Regions from separate parts of the Mus musculus genome. Here region 2 is linked to region 1. A link is a contact called in public HiChIP or PLAC-seq data. All regions are on one chromosome and are shown on one strand. The core of a region is the stretch at or near the end of the contact, and the rest is flanking DNA. Distances in the headings are between cores, read along the strand shown.

Region 1 (3,282 bases), core at 777-3,276:
GCTCATGTCAGTAATCTTCGCGCTTGGGAAGCTGAGGAGGATTTGGAGAATTCAAGGCCAATCTGTGCTGCGTGGTGAGTTGCAAACCAGCCTGGGCTATAGTGAAGTGCTGTCTTCAAAATCAGAAGATACAGCCGGGTGTGGTGGCGCACGCCTTTAGTCCCAGCACTTGGGAGGCAGAGGCAGGCGGATTTCTGAGTTTGAGGCCAGCCTGGTCTACAGAGTGAGTTCCAGGACAGCCAGGCCTACACAGAGAAACCCTGTCTCGAAAAAAAAACAAAAAACAAACAAAAAAATCAGAAGATACCACAGTCTTCTTCAACTGAAGAGTTCAATGCAGAACACAGTCTCGAATAAGTGGTAAATCTGATACCGAGTTGGCAGAACTTAATTCTTTCAATGTGTTCAACCAAAGAAACCCCAGAAAGAGGAAAATAATGAAGCTAAGATTTGTTGTTGTTGTCTTTGTTGTTGTTGTTGTTGTTGTTGTTTTCTGGCATTAAATGGACAAAGAAAAAGTGGCTATGAGTACAGATCATCGAATGAGCATAAATATAGAATAAGGTACAAAGAGCAGAAAGAGTTCAATTTTACCTAGAAAGACAAGGGCACACAGACAGACAGACACACACACACACACAGTCTTTTTCTTTCAATAGTGACACAAAGGAAGAAATTGTTCCCCAAAGCTAAGAATTGAAGAGGGAGGAGAAAGAAAGAAAAAAAAAGAGCCAATGAAACAAATCCAAGTGGCCACTGCACAAGATGGGGAAGGAGGGGAAACTAGGATGGAAACAGAAAAACAACACCACAAACATCTGTTCTGAAAGACTGTTTGGAGAAAGAATACGAAAAGGAGCTGGATGGCTGGGGCCAAGGGAAGATTCCCAATTTTTTTAAAGGCAACCAAAAGACTGTATTTGAGTACACCAATGTATGTGACTAGAACCAGCCACCTCTGGCTGTCGCTAGGGAATGGACTCGTGGGAGGTGGGGGCAGTGTCTGTATTTACTTTGCAGGTATATTTTATTTATATTATAACTTGCCTGAAAGGTTTTGGATATTAAAATGCAATGCAAAATAAGAAGTAAAATCCTTAGTAAGGAGCAAGACAGCTGCCCCAGGTGGGGTGTCAAGTCTTCCCAGAGGTGAAGGTCAGCTAGGGCGTCATAACACAGGTAGTGCTTCTTGTTTCTGAGATTTAAGAGAAATAATGCTTTGAGTATAGGAAGGCCCTGGGCCAAACCCTCACTGCCTCACTCTTGGCCAGCAGGCTTCTTGCCAGGATAAGCTGTCCTTGAGCTTTGTCCAGGCAGCCTCTACGCTGGGATTATAGAAACAAACAAAAAACACCCAAGTACCTTGTTCGAAATTTCACGCCATCCAGAGTCACACACTAAATTAACAAGGAGGCATTTGAGTCCAGTAACAAGTTTAATTTAATAAGTCTTTGGCTCTCTTCAAGAAAGACTTGGATTTGAATGTGCCACAAGTCTGGAGGTGCTGTGAGTGGATCCCCAAAAAGCACAGAAGGAACCAAGAGTGGAAGATAGGAAACGAACACTTTCCTACATTAATCAGGAGTCAGCTCTCCAACTTCCCAAGTCCCTTTGGGAACTGCAAGAATAGGAGGGGTTCTGGGATTACTCACACCGGGCGGTCGCCGGCCCATCCCACTCAACAACGGCTTTGTCGCCTGTCTTCGCTGGAGACCACCAGAAAACTGGATCGAACGAGACACTGGAAAGAACACAGAGAGGAGCAGACTCTTCAGTAGGCGTCCAGGAAAGTTAGCCTGCGGAGCTGGCCCAAGCTGCTAGCCAGGTGACGCGCCCAGCGAGCCCAACAGGTTCAGGAATGAGATGCGACCGCTCTCTCCCAGCGATAAGGACGTCCCCAGAGTACTCTTGCGGGGGCAGAATCGCGAGTGTGAGCAAAGAGAAGGGCTCCGAGAAGATGAGAATGGCCGCCATTTCACCAAAACTGAATCGAGGCCATTGCTGAATTCCACAATCCTAACAAGAGGGCGGAGGAAAGTTACAGGAAGCCAGAGAGGAAGCCAACTTCCGCCTCTAGGGGCGAAACTGACCAGTCAAGGCTCAAAAAAAAAAAAAAAAAAAAAAAAAAGAAAGAAAACCCCAAAGACCGCACATACCCCAAATCCCGCCCCCCATGCTACTTCTCTGAAGGAAGGAAACACCCCACTTCCCACCCACCCACCCCCCACCCGGGTTTCTCGCAGCTTGGGAAACTAGGTTAGCAAGTGGTGACTTGCTAAAGAATTAAATGTCATCAAAAACAATGTACAACATAAAACTTCTGGAAAAATCCATTGAAGCTGAGTGTGGTGGTGTACGCCCAGCTTTGGGGGCGGGCGGGGGTGGGGTCGGCTGCTGAGAGAAGATTTTAGCGGTCAAATCGCTTGCTTACCCAAAGCCTCCACCTCCGCGCCCCACCCCGCCCCCCACCCCCCACCCCCCCCCCACTCCCCCCCCCCGCTCCAGCTGCCAAGTGAGGTCTCTGCCTTCAGAAACCCTGTGCTCTGGACATTGGTCACTGAATACACACAGTACCTAAGTGTCATCCCAGCTGGTTGGAATAAAGACTTTCAATAGGCTATGAACTTTGGCTACGTGGTTATCTCTGGTGGACTCCCAGGAACAGTGACTAATAGCGACATACTCTCTAATCCTAGTAATCCAATCAGGAGGCAGACACAGGTGGATCTCTGCACAGTCTAGGGCAGCCTGGGCTACACAGTGAGTTTAAGGAGAGCCAGGGCTGTATAGAGAATAGAGTCCTGTCTCAGAATACCAAAAAATAAAATAAAAAAATAATTTGCTTACAAACCAAGCTTGTTTGTGATACCAGAGAGCTGAGCTTTCTGCTTTGTTCAGAACCTTTTGTAAACTAGGAGGTCGACCTTTTATCTAAAATCTCTTCTTAGGTTTTAAATTTTAGATCATCCCTATTGGTCAAGGCCTGACATATGACACTCCCTTCTGGCCCCACCCCTTTTACTGTTAAAAAATTTTTTTTCGAAGGTTACCTGAACCCGGAGGATTTAATTAGACTCCTTGAATTTACTTCCAGCGAACTTGTCCACCAAAAGAGAGAGAGAGAGAGAGAGAGAGAGAGAGAGGGAGGGAGAGAGAGAGAGAGAGAGAGAGAGAGAGAGAGAGAGAGAGAGAGAACCAACTTTTCGAAAGGAAAGCTGGAAACTGGACAGTTCAACTCCAGGAAATGAGTAATTCTCTAGATGTTTTGTGCTTGACTAATTG
Region 2 (3,554 bases), core at 277-2,776, 1.1 Mb before region 1:
TGTAAATTAAACAAGTAATCTCTGTGTCTAATACAGCAATGAAGAATTCACTGAATGTGAAAATTACTTTTTAAAAAATTGTAAAACCATTACTTTGTGTACTCAATTTTAAATGCATACTTCATGTGACTATTTAAGAATTCATTCCTGAAATTTTCTAAAAGCAAATCACAGAAGACTGTTGCTTGAAAATAACTGCAATGAGAATATGAGTTGTTTTTTTCTCAAGGCGATTGAGAAGTAAAGAGGAAATGGCCAAAGGAAAGGGGAGTAGCATTTCCTTTCACACGTTAGGAAAATGTCAAAGAACTTTCAGGAGTCAAATCTCCTCGAAGTCTGATGTGAGGTCAAAATTGTCTCAATGACAGGAAAACCAACAGACGCCAGATGACTAATAGAAAAGTTATCAAAAACACTTCTGTGCCCAACAGTAATTCCAAAGGGATACAAAGTTAAGAATATCCAGGATAAAGAGACAGAGAATAGTTAAGATTCTTGGGAGCAAAACAATATTAATGATGACATCAACTGTGTTAGTATACACTGTTATCAAGATTCTCACACAGTGACTTCCTCAACGTTTACTCTATTCATCAGGTAACATTTTTTTTCAGGTAACATTTTTAAATAACGAAAAGTAATGTGGATTCCCAAAGAGTGATCTAAATGTAAAAATAAGGTTCAATCAAGTGTGTGTCTAGTTGTTCTTTTTATTGTAAACCAAATCTGCTTCTTTCCATCAAAGTAAAAAAACCACCTTTATCTCCAAAAATCTAATAGACAGTTCACTAGTGATTAAAATATTATTTTTAATCCTTGCATTACCTCACAGCTAAAAATGTCAAGATACCACACCCAATATGTCTTTTTCCCCCCGTGGGGGAGGGGTCAGGGAATACGGGAGTAGGGACGGGAAACAACACGCAAACACCGAAGGTGATTTCCCTGGCTGGCTCCTCCACCCGGATCCGAGAGCACACGTTGCGAGGGGAGAGCACAGGGCTCGGCCTCTGCAGGCTCTCTCCCTCGCCACCCACTGGAGTAGGAGCTGGGACATACCACCTAGGGCTACTCACCAGCCGTAGTGCTGACCAGCAGGACGGCCCATAGCAGCCAGGGCACCCGAAAGGGCCGATGCAGCGAGGAAGTCATCCCTGGGCCAGCAAAGAAGCAGGAGGGCAAAGAAAAGAAATCTGGAAAGTAAATTCGGGCGGAGAAATCCGGCTAGGAGGCTGCTCTTCGTCTGATTTATCCTGCCCGGATTACAATGCAGTTTGAAAGGACAAATGGCAGATGCGAGGACCTAGCTAGTAGAGCTCTCATTCCACTGCAGAATTTCCCTTCATTTCGCTCCCTCGTGGCTGGGGGGCTTCATTCGCCTAGGACGGGGTGTCTCGGCTCCCCAAATTGAAGGCATGTCCATGGGGAAGACGCAGGGAGCCCAGAAGAAACCCCTGCAATTATTTCCCTCGTAGTTTCACGATATCAAAAAAATACCCAGATCTGGGAGAAAACATATCCAGAGTGCCGGGGGGGGGGGGGGGGGGAGGGCGGGGACTCGATGGGAGCACTGAGGATCAGAACAAGTTCCCGACCGCCGGGAAGGGCGAAGCGGGGCAGGCAGCGGCGCCCGGCCGCCGGAGTAGCATCGCTCCGTACTCCGAGGACAGTGGGGTTCCTTTTAAAGTTTCGCTTCGTTGCTTCCTTCACTCGGATTTCGACATCAACAAATCCTTCCCACCGACTGGGTCGAAAAAGGTGCCTGCTTCCATGGGCGAGTCCACAGCTTCCTCGGAACAATCGCGCGAGGGTCGCTCAGGCCGGGCCTCGGGGCGCGGGGGAGGGGAGGGTCGCGGCGACGCGGCGAGCCCGGGCGAGCGACACGCGGGGAGGTGCGGGGCTGGCCCTTCGAGGGCGCTCCGCCCGCGGCCTCGCTCTCGGCTACTCCAGCCCCTCGCTCTTGCCTGAAGTAAATTCCACCATGAAAACCGGGTCTCCTCCCGTCGATGGCTTGCGGGAGCGAATCACAGCCCCTCTGGAGAAAGCCGCCGCCGCCGCCGCCGCCTCGTTCTCCGCAGCTCTGGGCTCCGGGCGGAGCTCGGGCGTCGCGGGCCGAGGGCGGGGGGCGGCGGGAAGACGGACGTAGGTGGCCGAGGAAGGGGGTGGGCAGCTGAGCTTGCGAAACACCCCGAGCCCCTCCGGGAAGCACCTCCAGCGGTTCCAAGCAGACCAGACACAAAGGGGGGAGTCGCCGCAGCTGCCAGTCTGAGGCGCTCCCGGTCACCGGAGTCGCCCCGCCCCCGCCGCCGCCTCCTCTCAGTCTCCGGCTCTCCAGCCGACCCCTGTCTGTCTCGGGCCTGTGGTGCAGCGCGGGCGGCGGCGGCGGCGGCGGCGGCGGCGCCACTGAGCCGCACTGCGCCTGCGCGCCCGCGGCCCCGCCCGGCCCCGCCCCTCACTCCCAGGCTTGCTGGAGAGTGAGGCCCTCGCGCGGCGTCTCTCGCCTGGGCGCCCAGTGCAGGGAAGGGTTGTCGTGGGCTGCGGGTGGGCAGCCTAGGTCCCTTTCCTCACACAGGCGAACGCTCCGCACGTGGACGCCGTGCGATCTGTTCAAGCGTGTAAGGGAGGGCGGCCACAATCTTTTGTTTAACGTAGGTTAAAGGCTACCCGGGAAGGTGGGCGAGAAGCCTCGAAGGCACGCCGTCGTTGTTGGTGGCGGCGGGCGCATCCTCCTCGGTTTCCCTGAGAATCCCGACCGAGCCGCCTTTCCCAGGAGCCGAGACCCGGGCCTCGTCGGGTCCCCCTCCCGTCGCGGCCCAAACAAAAGCCTCCTGCCTCAGTCATGAAGACCGCGAAGCTGACGTGTGTGCGCTAGTCTGGGTCGGGCTTTCCTCGAACAGCCATCCCCGGGGCCCTCTTGGATGACAAGGCTGCTGAGCAATTGCGAGCACGCGAGACCGGAGAGAAAACTTAAGATCGCACACGCCGGCCTGCTGTGCGTGCGCGTCTCCTGCTCCGCCCGCACCTCTCCTGGGGAGGGTTTTATTCACAAAGGCCCGAGGGTCTTTGCAGGGCCTGTTAAAGGAGAACTGCGACGCAGTGTAGTTGCTTCTAGGTATGGAGTGTGGTCCTAGCTCCTCACTCATCGAATAGAGACAGTCCCGCCAGCACTGCAGTTTCCTAACCACTTTAAACCTCTTTAAAAAAAAAATCTCAATTTGGCTTGATTCAGGCAACCAGGATAGGGAAGGGATCCCCTACAGGGTCAGCCGACTTGGGTGGGATTTTTGCTAGGGGAGAGGGGAGAAGATGACGTGCTTGGCGCCATGATCGGAAGTCTGGGTTTAATTCTTTAACTGCGAGGTGGAAAATTTGCGTGGGAGGGCGATCTTAAGAGGTGAAGTCTAGCCCTCCCTTCTTCTAGTAGGCAGAAAGGTTGTTCTGAAGGCTGGTTTTGCCGGTCTTTCATTGTGGCTAAGGGCAGTTCCAGGATACCTTCATAAACACACTCCTCAAGCCTTACTGTTCGCTTGCTTATTCAAGCCTCCTTTTATCTC

What was found. HiChIP or PLAC-seq counts read pairs in DNA pulled down with a chosen protein or histone mark.
Region 2: a contact with region 1 is called in an H3K27ac HiChIP or PLAC-seq map of regulatory T cell precursor, with 8 times the contacts expected there. The contact joins the promoter of Bmpr2 here to the promoter of Cflar in region 1. A contact is called at or near these places in 1 of 39 promoter capture datasets (liver), 1 of 484 Hi-C or Micro-C datasets (uterus), 3 of 115 datasets of contacts at active chromatin or transcription factors (bone marrow-derived dendritic cells, extraembryonic endoderm stem cells and regulatory T cell precursor) and 1 of 9 other capture datasets (liver).

Annotation. Positions count from the first base shown.
Region 1 is chr1:58,712,030-58,715,311 of GRCm38.p6, reverse strand. Cflar (CASP8 and FADD-like apoptosis regulator) reads right to left here and starts at 2,026. Exons shown (of 10, transcript NM_207653.6): 1 at 1,653-2,026.
Region 2 is chr1:59,762,251-59,765,804 of GRCm38.p6, reverse strand. Bmpr2 (bone morphogenetic protein receptor, type II (serine/threonine kinase)) reads right to left here and starts at 1,526. Exons shown (of 13, transcript NM_007561.4): 1 at 1,077-1,526. The coding sequence starts at 1,152.